2 separate regions of the Rattus norvegicus genome follow, and region 1 is linked to region 2. Evidence: chromatin contacts called from public Hi-C data. All regions are on one chromosome and are shown on one strand. Each heading gives the region's core, a stretch centred on a gene start, on an enhancer-like site or on the middle of the called end of the contact. The rest is flanking DNA. Distances are from core to core; before and after follow the strand shown.

What was found. Hi-C and Micro-C count contacts between places; a contact is called where the count stands out from the background.
Region 1: a contact with region 2 is called in a Hi-C map of prefrontal cortex, with 2.6 times the contacts expected there. The contact joins two enhancer-like sites. A contact is called at or near these places in 2 of 12 Hi-C or Micro-C datasets (frontal cortex and prefrontal cortex).

The regions. Positions count from the first base shown.
Region 1 is chr7:76,659,583-76,666,621 of GRCr8, forward strand. No RefSeq gene overlaps it. Among named protein-coding and RNA genes, the nearest start is that of Tmem74, 160 kb to the right of the region's middle. Within about 2 kb of position 2,974, at least 18 of the 93 cell types and tissues checked have an H3K27ac peak or open chromatin away from gene starts, as enhancers often do. A contact at or near this core is called in prefrontal cortex, where this site is marked.
Region 2 is chr7:76,565,717-76,573,056 of GRCr8, forward strand. No RefSeq gene overlaps it. Among named protein-coding and RNA genes, the nearest start is that of Emc2, 97 kb to the left of the region's middle. Within about 2 kb of position 2,920, at least 10 of the 93 cell types and tissues checked have an H3K27ac peak or open chromatin away from gene starts, as enhancers often do. A contact at or near this core is called in prefrontal cortex, where this site is marked.

The sequences.
Region 1 (7,039 bases), core at 1,724-4,223, 94 kb after region 2:
TGTCCCCCACTGCTACAAACTTCTGTTCAGTTTCCTGACCCTCTGTATTTCTCCCAAGTCCTCCCACACCTGTGCCCCACTTTTGCCTCCCACTCCTCTCTTCCTCCAAGGTCCATCCCTCCCTCTACCTCCCCCTCTCTACCTATCGCCCTCTACCTTTACTGATTATTTTGTTCCCAATTCTAAGTAGGATTGAAACATCCACACTTCGGTCTTCCTTTTTCTTGAGCTTCATATTTTAGCTTAAGACTTCCTTGCTACTCATTTATTAGCATCTTGATATTTCAGAAGTGTTATAGGATAGACATTCATTCATTCTAGCTTTAATTTCTTAAATCCCTCTTTATGTTTTGGAGAATATTAACAGAAAATCTCCTTTGAAACAAGTCAACATAAGGCAAATCTGCCTACAGAGACTCTCCATGGGTCAAGGGCCCAGCTTCTTTTGTGCTTTGCTAGCTAAATCATCTCTTTGGAATGTTGTAAGAGGACATTCAATCCTTTGTTAAGAGACTTGACCAACCTCAATTATTTTATCCTGCCTATGTCTGCTGAAAACTTCCAGGGAACCACAGACAGAGTCACATGGGATTTTGGCTTGAAACAAATAAAACCAGTGTGGAATGTACAAAATAAAGATAGTTTGTCAGAGTGGTAAACTAAATGTCACAACTATGGAACATTATCAGTTTACTATGAAGTTTGTTCTTATTAAATGTCCTATGTATTGTGTGTTCTATATAAGAGCTATTTTGATTAGTGTAAATAAGAATCCTGATGCTATAAATCATGATTTCTATTATATAATACATATTTCACTTGAGTTCTACTAATATAGTATACTAATTTCCTGTAAAACATTAACTACCTTTGTTAGATACTTTTTTGTTCAGTTTGGATTCTATAGTTATCAATTCTTTGATACCCACACTCGAAACATTCATTTCTACTACCTTTTCTAATTTTCATAACACTGCAGTAAATTTCTAAGCTTGAAATTTGGAACATTCTTAGCATGTAAGGTATTGAACATGGTAAAACCAAGATTTTGTTTGTTTCCACAAACTAGGATTACTTAAAATTTAGAATCTTCAAGGCTGGCTGGGATCTCAGTAGTGCCTGATAACCCTCCCATTTCATAACGGCTAACAGCTTTATAAACTTTTCTTTCTTGGGGAATAGCTTCAAGATTGACAGGAAAATAGCAATCACCATATGCATCATCTTCCTATCCTAGAGCACAAAATTTCACATGGCAATATTCACCCTTCTTTTCTGTATATGTAAAGTTGTTCAGTGTCTACAAGCTGTTTGCTATCTATGGATGAACCTTTCCTCACTCTTCCATTCATACTTGGTTATTACCTACTACATATCTCTACTGTATATCCAATAGGCCTCAAACATTCAACTGGAAAACATCGTATAAAGTGAATTAAGTCCATCTCAGAAAGTTGCATATCACAAGTTCTCTCTCATTTGAAGGCTCTAGATATTATAAATGCATGATGTCATGTGTGCACAAGTTACACGAAAGTAGAAGTAAAACTGGGAGAAAAGGAGATCAATGAGAAAGGTGAGATGGGGGACCATGGGATATGAGGAGGGATATGCTTAATGCACTTCGTAAACTTGGTTTAAAGGTAACCTCCCAGACAAATGGATCCATCTACACACACAGGTATCTCGACTTTCCTGACCAGGATTTTCTGACCTATTGATGACAACATGAGATGAAAACTGTTCATGAACCTGTGGACTCAGAGCAGCTGTTCTGAAAATATCTGTACTGGAGGCCAGGAATGGCTCAAGAGAATTCTGGTTCCTGGTACCTTGCTACCCCCTACCCTTGTCCAGAAGCTATATGAGGATGTGAGCCATGCATATACTTTGAACGTTAGGATAGACCAACTGGATGATTTGATCATCTTTTCCATGATTTACTCCAGGTTATTCTGCCATAAGTTCATGAATTTTATTCTTGGAATTCATGAAATATTCTGGAAGCCACTGGCTCTAGAGGCTTTATATGACATATCTGGAATCCTGACTCCTGAGTTTAAGCTAACCCAAAAACCAAGAAAGGCCATGCCACTCTCAAAGGAATCTAAAAATTTCCCATCTCACCATCAGATTACCTATAGGTAATTTCAGGCTCAAACAATTTATTCTCTTTGACTCTGCCTTATCTCTTTATTCAAAATTGCTTGACGTCTTTCTACATCTTTTTATTCTATTTTAGCTTTCTCACTAGTGCTTCCCACTACCTAAAGTTCTGTATAAACATTTCATTTTTTCAATGTCTGCCTCTTCCCACAAGAATATAACTTTTTAAAAATGACTTTTTCAGTCACATCAGGATTAGGCACATCCTATCCCACTGAGGCCAGACAAGGTAGCAGAGAGGAATGGGATCTACAGACAGGCAACAAATTCTGGAGTCCCCACTCTAGTTATTGGGGGACCCACATGAAGACCAAACTTCACATCTGCTACATATGGGCAAGGGCCTAGGTCTAGGGCCTCACTCTTCGGTTGATGATTCAGTTTCTGGGAGCCCCCAAGGGTTCAGGTTAGTTGATTCTGTTGGTACTAGGGGGTGTGATACTCAGGGGAATTCCTCCTCCTTTTATATCAAGTGGCATTACAGAGACAAAAGAATAAAACTGAACACATGAAAATGTAATCGTATGCCTCACCAGTACCCAGACACTACACTGCAGAGCAAACAGACCCGATTAGGGGTACGCTGATTCTGTGTCAACTGGGAGCACTGATAGGAGTAGGCAAATGTGCCTGGATCCTATTCTTTGTTTCTCTTCAATGGAATTTTCTCCTTTCTGTCTCTTTGCTCTCTTTTCCCTGGAGATAGAAGTGGAGTCACAGAAAGATTGGCAAGTGTTCCAGGGAAACCTGGCAAGTATAATTCCTCCCACACCCAGTTGTCTGCCTGTCTGCAGAGAATCTGCTCTGTAGACCATGTGGAAACTTGCTGGAGGAGGCATTGGACTGCCTTTCCCCCACAGACTGAGTGGGTGAGTGCATTTGCTTCATTGGAAGTCTGTTTCTGCAGTTCTCCAGCTGCCCTCCTTTGATCTCCATTTGCACTACTCAGTAGTGCTTCAGCATTGGTTTAGAATTGAAGGGAAGAAAGTAACTAGTCGCCTAACAGTCTCCTCACATGACATGACAATAGTATTTTTCACAAAGCCATTCTGCACAGGTGCTCAGAAGCTGCCTTTGCTGAGAAGCATCCAGTCATTTGGGCCCTCATAGCAGCTGGAAGGAAGCAGAAGGAAACCAGGTATCTTTCGTGGGTCTCTATCTATAAACTGATGATGCTTATTGTCTTAGTTATGGTTTTACTGCTGAAAAAGACACCAGAACCAAGGCAACTCTTACCAGAACCAAGGCAACTCTTATAAGGACAACATTTAATTGGGGCTGGCTTACAGGTTCAGAGATTCAGTCCATTATCCTGCAACATAAAGTATCCAGGCAGGCAAGGTGCAGAAGGAGGTGAGAATTCTACATCTTCATCTGAAGGCTGCTAGCAGAATACTGGGTTCCAGGCAGTAAGGATGAAGGTCTGAAAGCCCACACCCGTAGTCACACACCTACTCCAACAAGGCCACTCCCTGGACCAAGCAAGTACAAACTGTCACACTTATCCTATATCATTCTCTTTCAAGACAGAAGAGCTTTTGTCCTACATCTGCAGTTATCCTATATTCCAGGAACACAAAATCCTCACAGAACAATCCATATGAGTTGGAAATATTCTTTTTTTAATGTTTTTAAATTTTTTTTATTCATTTTATATCTCTAATATCAGCTGCCCCTTTCTTCCAAGTTCACCTCTCTCCCAGGTCCTCTTCGCATTCCCCTCTCCCCTTCTCCTCAGAGAAGGGGAACCTCATCACCCCATCCCATATTACTCCCTCTCAACCCACCCGCACCCCCACACTCCCACCCCTGCCACTAATACATCAGTCACTGCAGGACAAGGCGCATCCTCTTTCCCTGAGGCCAGTCAAGGCAGCCCAGTTAGAGGAACAAGATTCAAGGTAGGCAGCAGATTCAGGAACAGTCCCCACTCCACTTGTTGGGGAATCCTCATGAAGACCAAGCTGCACATCTGCTAAATTTGTGCGGGGTGCCTAGGTCCAGCTCATGTTCTCTCTTTGGCTGGTGGTTCATACTTGAGGAGTCCCCAAGGGTTCAGGTGAGTTGACTCTATTGGTCTTCTTGTGGAATTATTATCTTATAGAAACAAGGCGATGACCTTCAAGCAATGAAAGTGGGGTCATTTATTTTTACTACCCATGGAACTGAAGCTGAGATGATAAACTAATAGACCATACTTTGCCTCACACTGATTTATCATGCATGTGTGTTTTCACTTCTCCCTACTCTTTTTCACCATATCCCACCTCTATTTAAAGTTAAGGCTCACATCAGTATCCTAAAGATGTATAGGGCTGAGCCTAGGATGTTGTTACTCTCAGACTAGGCTTTTTGGCCCAAAACTCTTAGTAGCAGCTCTTTCATTTGTTTGAGGCAGTGTTTTTCTCTGTACCCCAGATTGTCCTAGAACTTGCTATGTAGAACAGTGTGGCCTAGGAAAGGTCCACCTTCCTTTGCCTCCTGCATGTTGAGATTAAAGGCATGTGTCATCAGGCCTGGCTTTTTACACTAGTGGAGATTACCATTTCCTAAACAGGCTGTACTGCCTGTGTTTGCTAATTACTGATTTTCTTGAGTTGAGTTGCAACCAGTCTTGGAATTATTACATTGTTCTGAAGAGACAAATGTATAGCCCTTTGTCATTATATTCACCATATCCAGAGCAAAGTGAAGGATTCAGCTAGAATTTCTGTGGTTACATATATGTGTGTGCTATTTCAAAGTGTAGATAACAAACAGAACATGCTACCACCAAAAAAATATAAAATGAAAACTAGAGACACATACAAGGAAAATCTGATTTCTTCTTAGGAAAAGCAAATCTTATATAATATCATATTGGTGTCTACTATTTTAAAATTTTAACAGTTTTAATTTAAATGAAAATCAAGTCCCTTTAAACTCTAGATTTTTCTAAAGAAATCATTATAAAAATGGAATTAGGCTCAGAATTCATAAAAAATGAAATCCTTTTTTTCTTTGGGGTTTTATGACTATGTAATAGTCATAAAATTCATTTTACAGTATTCACTTGAGACTGTTAAATGTTACACTGTTTTATAGACAATTCCAATCAGTATACTGATTTACATGTAAGCGAAATGTTGAATCATTACAGTTTAGAAGGAGAGTGTCTGGCAGAGTTAAAAACGCAATCTGTAAGGTCTAGCCAGCTTCATTTTTTTATAAAGATTTACTAACTATCAAGCTTGAAACATGGTGCTAAAACATGGAGACATCCAAAAGATAATCAGAATCAGTGTCTATGTCTCTTCCACTTAAGTTGGGAAGAAAGACATGAATTCAATTGATTAAGTATGTGTTTCTCTTCTGAGGCTTGGGGGTAGTTTGCTCAGGTATTGGCCAAATGTATTACAGCTATGTTTGAGTTTCAGAATAGTGAAATTTTGGCTGGCAAATGCTCTGAAGCATCCAGGAATGGTTCAAATTACACGGTAAGTAAAACCCAAACTATAACACAAAGTGTCCTTGGAGAATTCCAAGATCTATTATTTTGAGATGTGGACTTTAATCACCATAAATTAAAATTCCAGGGAACAACAGTCTGGTAGTCACTAGGACCAGGTATAGAATGAGAACAAGAAGAAATAAAATGAGAAGATTTATAGCCATTGCAACAAGAGCAGGATAGCCAGCTGGTGAGTCATTTCTGGTGGCAACAGGCTGGGTAAATTCTAATTGTAATGTCTGAGAGGGACACCAGAAAGCACCAGAAGATTATCGGGGTACAAGGAAAGACGTAGATCCTATGAAATCATAGAAGTTAGTTACTATTTTCAGCAGCCTCATCTTTGAAGTTCGGTGTGTGGGAATTCATCAGAGGCAGCAGACTCATAACAAAAGGGGGTGTCCTAAAAGAAGCATAAACACACGCACACACACACACACACACACACACACACACACACACACACACACGAACTTGCCATATTTGCTCTTTTAATATAATATTGTCTTTAGACCTGAGGGTAAAGCCAGATCTTCTGGACTTATTAGAAATGACAGAGAAGGGACTTTCTAAGTCAGATCTATAACATTCCAAAGGAACTGGTTGTACAGTAGCAAAAGTTGAGATGTGAAGGTAAAGAAAGATGGTCTACCAAATGAATCCCAGAATAAAGATTATGAGAAAGAAATAAAAACAATCCCAAATGTGAAAAAAAGAAAGAAACAAACAAACCAGTTGGATCTTGTAGGGAAGTTCTTGACCAGTCAGATAGCAGCCTGAATTGTGGTTCATTTATTTAGTACTTTTCTAGTGTCTGGTAAATTGAATAATTTGAGTGTCAATGGTATATCTGAAATTATGACCCATTCTTAATAGCAAATATAAAGATCAGAAGTTTTTCTGGTTTATAAATAGTTAATTATTAATGACTTGAGTGAATGGGCATTTCAGTTTAGTTTCCTGGAAGCTATGATGATTAGAGGGGAAATAAAAGTAATAAATGCATCATGTCTGCACCATCAGTACCTCTGACTTAAAAAGGCAATAATAAAAGAAAAAAGTAGGGATCAGATAATATCTAGATTATAGTAGCAGGTGAAACTCACTTTAGCTTTTACAAGATAGGAATGATTTATAAACATTAGAATACTTGGTAAAAAATAACCAGCATGAAGGAGAGAATATAGAGAAAGTATAGAAAAAAGATAAATCAACAAGTAATTTAATGTTTAGCATGGGGAAGAACACTTTTCCTTTAAAACTAAAGATAAGCACAAGACCTAGAGCTAGTGATGATACACAGTTAGGTGTCTGGAGTTCATCCACACTTGTATTAGGCACTGAACTTTTTGGTTTTCACTGTGCTCAAGGCAACTGGTAGCT
Region 2 (7,340 bases), core at 1,670-4,169:
TTTCCCTTCAAGATAACTCAGGTTTTTCCTTAAAGTATCAGCTCAGTTCCACTCCTTCCTTGAAATTCTTTTCAATGTTGATTTTCCTCTTTATAGAATCCATGGTGTTTTGCACATACCCTTTGAGGGCAAACTTGTCATATTTTTATTCCACCCTGTTTAGTTAAGCTTCCATAACATAGTTTAAGGTTCTAGAACTAGTGTGACTGCAGCTGTTGCTCTGCTGTCATTATTCTACTGAGACAAGGAACAAAAACTGCTTTTCTTCTTTAACTCTGTAGCAGGGCAGACTTAATCTATGATTACTGAGTTTGCTGATGTCAACTAGAGCGGCACGAGTAGTACTCTGGTCTATGTTTTCTATAATTAACTCAGTCTACACCCACTCCTTCTGAGTTCTTTTATGGGAATCACAATTATTTTTTAGCTCACTGGGTTTTGGTATGACTTGGAAGCATTTCCTTCTTATAAGGTTCTACGATTCAGTAGACGTCATAATCAGATGATGAGCACTGCTTCCTCAACAGTGGGCAAGCACAAAAGAGGCATGGATGAGGCCAAGAAAACCACAGCAGTGAGGCAAGAAACATTACCCAAAAGGAGATTTGTTGCACTGAAGACACAGTGTCCTGAGGTTTTATTCTTATGTAGGAAGCCAAATTTTCTTGGAAGAATCCCACTTATGGTTTTAGAGCTCTGTATAGTATACAATTCTATACGTACTGAACTCCTCAACATACCCACTAAACATTTCTATCAGGAATATAGCCTGCAACATATTCTTTGATCAAGAACAGTTTTATTCCGAGTGGTTGCTTCAGTGCTCCTACCACAAATTATCTGCTTCCTGATAATTGTCATATCCTTCAAACAAGTGCCTCTCCAGCAAATGACTATAACTGTAGGCAGAAGACACAGCAATGCCCAATAGAACTTTTTTATTCCAGAAGATATAAGTACTCTATTTCAAAGAGCATATGGACTAAGTCTCCAAGAAGGCATTTCCAAACTCATGTTGCAAACACATGAATACCTATTCTGGACTATTCCTTGTACAGTAAAATCTCAGTGCTCTTTGGTTTCTGAAGATAATAGACAAAGTCTTTATCCATTTCCTTTGTGCATGAGAGGGAAATTGTGGAGGCCTTTTCCTGTCTCTGGCTATCACAAAAGTCTACATGAATTTTGTTGGATTTTATTCAAAAGTAAATATACTTTCCTATATCTCTAAAATAACCTCATGTATTTACTTTTAAGGAATAAAAACCCTTGTGCTATTTTAAAGAAGAAATTAAATGGGGGCCAATGAGATGGCCCAGTTGTTTTGTAAAAGCATACACTGCCAATCCTGAGAATCCAAGTTCAATCTCAAATGGATAGAGAGAACTGACTCCTACAATTGTCTTCAGACAAACAGACACCCCCCCACACTTACATAAATGTAATAATATTTTAGGTGATTTAAATAATGTATTTAATTTGAAGCAGAGTGCTCATGTAACCCAGGCTGAACCTGACCTTGCTATCCGGCCTGGGCTGAAATTTGTAATCTTTCAACCCCCATTCTTTCACATCCCAACACTATACACCTGTACACAGCTTCTAAAATATTGTCTTTACCAATATCATCCTACACTCAAAGTACTCTGATATCTGTTCAGGGGTTAAGCATTGCCTAAAAACAAACAAACAAACAAACAAACAAACAAACAAACAACACCAGTACAACAAAACATTCTAAGATGAAATCTTGTATTTTTCTTCATGCCAATAAGCTCATTAGGGATAAAAATACTCAGACTCTTTAGAGTCTGATGCATTTTACAGGTATCTTTGTACACTGTTGGGAGAGAGTCAGGGGCAGCAATGTAGGTAAGGTAAAACCCCCATGAACTGATTATGTCACTTCTGTGTAACCATACTCATTAGAAACTTACATTGGAATACTGAATAAAATCCCTGGATGGCCTTTCCTCCAATATTGAATACGTGATGTCCTACATTACCTGTAGCAACAAAAGGAGGCGAGGCAAGGAACCTAATCTGTTAGCCAAGTATGTGGACTCAGGAAGGATTTACAAGTGAAGAAAGGTTCATTTTCTTTCCTAGATCAGGAACATTGCCCAAGAGAATGTTAAAGGGTTGTAATATCTCTCTTTCCTGTCTCTGCTTCTCTCTGTTTCTCTCTGTTTTTCTTTTGTCTTTTTTCTCTCTTGATACTTTTCTCTTCTTTCTCACTCACACAGCTAATAACAAAAATACATCTGAATCAATAACTATATAAAAGACCCACAATATGTTTCCTTTAATTTGCATGCAACAGAAATCATTCCACTTAATGCAGAAATAAGAGACTCTCAGTGTAAGCATGCAGTTATTTCCTGGACCTAATCCACTTAAGATATGCTGTGGTTTGATTCTGTTTTGACATTAGAGGGGAAGAGTAGCAGCCTCCAGAACAGTGGTTTGGTGAATGTGAGTGTTGAGGGAACCCCATTAGCTTGGCAGTAAGAAATGAGCATTTGTGTCCTGCTTTGTAGAAAGTAGCTCTACAAGTAGCTAAGACTTGAGAAACAGGACTGCAGTCTCACCATAAGTCTCCAGAGTGAGTCCCATGGATAGACAGAATGTATGTAGTGGTTTGTATGAGGAATGTCCCACACAGGCTAATCTGTTTGAATACCTGGTCCTCATCTGATGATGCAATTATTCTGATTTTAGAGATTATGAACTCTCTGAAATGTGGGCAATAACTAGAGGACATGATATCCATCTTCAGTTCCTTCCTGACTGCTCACATCTGTCATCTCCCACAGAAATGTGACCAGTGTGCTTTACAAGCAGCCTACACTCCTGCTGCTGTGCCTGTCCCACATATATGTTCATATCTGCTGCATCTGTGAGCCAGGGTATATCCTTGCTTATTTGAAACCTGCGGGCTATTTTACCACAGTAATGAGGAAAGTGACTCACGGAGTGGGCATGAAGTGAAGCATACTTCGCTATTCATACCTCCCCATCTGCTTAACTCATCATCAAACTGTTTCATCTGCTGGCATCCATTTCACTCCAATTCTAGATAGCTGCGACTTCAAGTTGCTCTCCTCAGGTAAAAAAAAAAGACACTTATGATGATACAAGCCTGTACAATATGTTCAAGTATCACGTTTTCATGTTGGCTTTGCGGTCTCCACTTTCCAGTGGACTTTACAAGTGGATTCCCTATTGGCTGAGTTAATTCATACTTAAGTTAGAATAGCTAATAACTTTCTTATTACTTCTTGTTGCTTCTAGAAAAATCTGTGTTTTTAAGAAGATTCCTAATATCAAAAAAAATGGAACCATTTCAGTCCATGAAAAGAATAAAATAACTTAGGCAATTTGGGGGGAGATTTCCTGGTGGGTAAAGTCAGTAGAGAACTCTTCTAGCTGGTTATAGAGTAAGGCAAGATCTGTGTGGATGAACAAGCCAGACTATGGTAGCTTGGACTGAGAAGCCACAAAGCTTATGGAATTCCAGTTCACAGTGAAAAAGGGGATTGTCTTTGAGAAGGAAATATCATGAAGTGGGTCAGATGTACACAAGTTTTAATGTATCTGGTCATTACTTTAGTCATCTCTTACTAGTGAGCAAAGAGTAAGAGCTGAGGAGCTTTTGCTCTGTTTACAGTCACCCAAGGGTTGGGGAGCCCCTGGTGGGTGGTGTAGCGGAACCTATATGCCTGCTGAGGGAATGCTTCTGCCTTGCTTATGCTGCTCTATTGAATTTTTTTTGGTTGGGGAGAGGGTGGCAAGGAGATAAAAGAATGGTGAACAGCGAAGGTGCTTGAGTGGCTTCTGGCTTCTGTTTCTTCTCTGAATGCTGTTTGGTCCTCTGTTCTGATGAAATTATAGTGACAATTTTCATTCTTAATGTTGCTAATGGTGAGGATTCATTAAAACAATGCAGAACTTAATAGATAGCTAGGTTGGGAGGCTCTATTAAAATGCAGAGGCTTTGTTTATCAGTCCCTTATCAGCTCTATTTAAATCCAAAGGGCAGTTGGCACATAAATCCAGAGCACGCACTGCATGGTGATGACCTTGGTTTTTCCTTCTGAGTATGTGTGTTTTCCCATCTCCTTTCTCTGTGTTTTTAACCAAACTATTTTCACCCACTTGTCCTTTTTTGGCCATTGCATCTACATGTGTTTTCCGGAGGTTTAATCATCCTCACACAGCTATTTTTCCTACGATGAGCCTAAGCTGACAGCAGGGAAATAAGTTAACTCGCAGAGATGGATTTTCTTTGGGGAAGTATAGAGGATTAGGGAAAGTGTCTGTGGGATGAGACAACATTCTCCTTGGAGAAACCTCACAGTATTACAAATTCCATTAAACAAGGCTACTGATGACCAAATTAGAAAATCCCCATGATTCATAAAACTTGAATCATTGCCTACAATATAATATTACATGTTTCATTTACCTATTTATAAAGCCAATTGAAAGAACCTCAGAATTTTTCCTCAAATGTAAAGACCTCCATATGTTCAGGGTTGGCAAGATGGCTCCACCGGAAGAGAAATAGAGAGGGAAGATGAGAGAATGCATGTTCAGGAGAAGTCACATCTTTCTCACCTTAAAGTTAAGTGGGTTTAAATGTCCTTCCAGCGTTTGTTTATGATGCTGAAGATAGTTCCATTAGACATGTTAGCATTACATCACAGAACCCATAGTCTGGTTGAGAGCCAGAGTTAACTTAATCTATCTCCACCCTCTTTCTCATCCCCTCTCTATTTCTTCTTATTTCCTTGACTTTTCCTTTCTTCCCCTCTCCCTCCTCACTATTGTTGAAATTATACTGTCTTGTCCATTTTTTTGTAACTTTTCTTCTGTCTTTTGGTTTTTTTCCTTCCTTCCTTTCTTCCTCCTTTCTTATTTCTTTTCTATTTTTTAGTTTTATACATGTGAAATTGAGTAGGTTGGAATTCTCACTTTATACCATATTTATCTACATAACTTCTCTATCATAAGCTTCTATTATTCTGCATTTATTCTGAGCTTTTAAAAATCACCCTTTACATATTTGTTTACAAATATATTGTCATAAGCAATAAGTGTTACAGCTTTTGTTCTGTGTTTTTAATATATAGACACAGTGTTATTTTCTTCATTCATTCAACATGGTTTTAAGTCTATTTGCATTCAGTATGTATGGAACCAGTTCATCCCTCCTAATTTCTATATATTTTATCTATTTTTCCTATTTATTAATTCTTACCTTTCTTCCAATTAAGGCAAGGAACATCACTATGATGAAATCTTATCATTCTGGAACTGTAAGACCAAATAAACTCTTTTTCCATAAATTGCAGAGCCACAGTGTTTTATCACAATAGGAAAATAATAGAACATATAAAGGGAGATTAATCATAAGATTTTTATCAATGGATAGAGTAAAAGCATTTACTACATTCAGCACTCAGTAATAAAAATAGAGCTACATAAAAATCCATTTAAAACAGAGTAGTAGACATTATATCCTGTAAATCGATAGCATTTATTTTTAGTAGTTATTGTTAAAGAAAAAGTATAATAAATACAATAATATTAAACAGATAAATATTTTGATATGCCGTGGTGTTTTGAAATAGAATGACCTCCCACTGGCTGCTGTTTCTGAATACTTGATCCTCAGTTGGTAGAACTATTTAGGAAGGATTAGCAGATGTCATCTCCCTGAAGGACACAAGGGGTGGAATTTGAGGTTCCAAAGTCCAAGTCATTCTCTGATTCCCTTCTCTCTCTCTCTCTCTCTCTCTCTCTCTCTCTCTCTCTCTCATTTGTAAATCAGAAGTAAGCTCTCAGCTACTGCTCCACGCCTTTCTGCCTGCTGCCTGCTTCTGACAAGATGATCGTCGGTTCTAACTCTTTGGAACTGTGAGCTTCCAATTAAATGCTTTCTTTTATAATCGCTTTGGTCATGCTGTCATCACAGTGATAGAAAACAATTTTTCTCCATCCAACCTATAAATGGATGCAATTCAAATAAAATCTCTGATGTACATGAATAGCTAAAAACGATTAGAAAGAGAAGTAAAATGGCAAGAGATAATCCTTAAGATACAAAAGCTATTACAAATATGTTCTAAATTATTCTAAGACATGACAGACTAGTGGGCTAGTAGAATAAAATATTTATTTCTAAAATCAAGATAAGGAAGGGTAACTGACAAGGATAGATCAGCTGAATCTTTGGTAAGGATGACTTAATAGTTGAATGTAATATAATAATAATAATAATAATAATAATAATAATAATAAACCAATGTATTTATTGAAGACTTACTATGTTTCAGTATTTCTTTAGCTGAAAAATATATTGGACTGATTTCATAAAAACCACATGAAGGTGTTTTGTATCATAGTCTAAGTGATTAACTTTAGAGATATGCACAGAAACATGAAATACAATGAAATACAAGATTCTTAAGCTGGAATTCCATTGGCTCAGTGTTTGTAAAATTAACCAGTACACTGGGCAGCAATCTCAGAAGAACATTGGCTTATTCTAACCAGGAAAATAAAATTAGTTCTGTATTCGAAACCCAAACACACAAATATAACCTCTGGAGAGTAACCTTCTTTTTAAAGCTTATGATAGAACCTGGAATTTCTTGTAACCAGACCTGGTGGATGGTGACTAACTCATAGGTTTAAAACATTTAAATGTCTGAGAATTTCCTCTTGACACCAGGATATTAGTTTTCCTTTATACTTACTAAATTCCTTCTAGTCTATACTTTACATAAGAAAATGTAGAATCAGGTTTGAACAAGAAATAAAATTGGCAAACAAGGGTTGCCAATTACCAGTTGAGACGTGGCTTAGTGGCAGAGTATATAACATCCTAAGTTCTAATTCCAGCACTACAAAAACATTAGATGATTTTTCAAGAAAAAATAAATAAACAAGCAAGTGATGAGCCATCCCCAATCAATATCAGAAAAGAAACAATCATCTGGAAAATGTATATATTTTTTGAGAAATGAGAAAGACTGTTGAAAAGAGGAATTTTGATCCGTGTTGATCTACACACCCCTGGAAGATCTTGGGACATGTCATCTTAATGCCAAGACACTTCCTGAACGTTAGTTGTTTCAAGATACAAACCATGCATCATTTCTAATGGTGTGGAAACTGAAGATAAAGATGTGTGTCTAGAAATCCATAGATTATTCTCTACACTCAACCAGTGAGATAAAATATATTCATATTAGTGTTATTCAAGATGTCATTACTAAGAAAATAAACTTTCAGTGAATAAAGGTATTACAAAAGTATATTTTTTTCTGCTA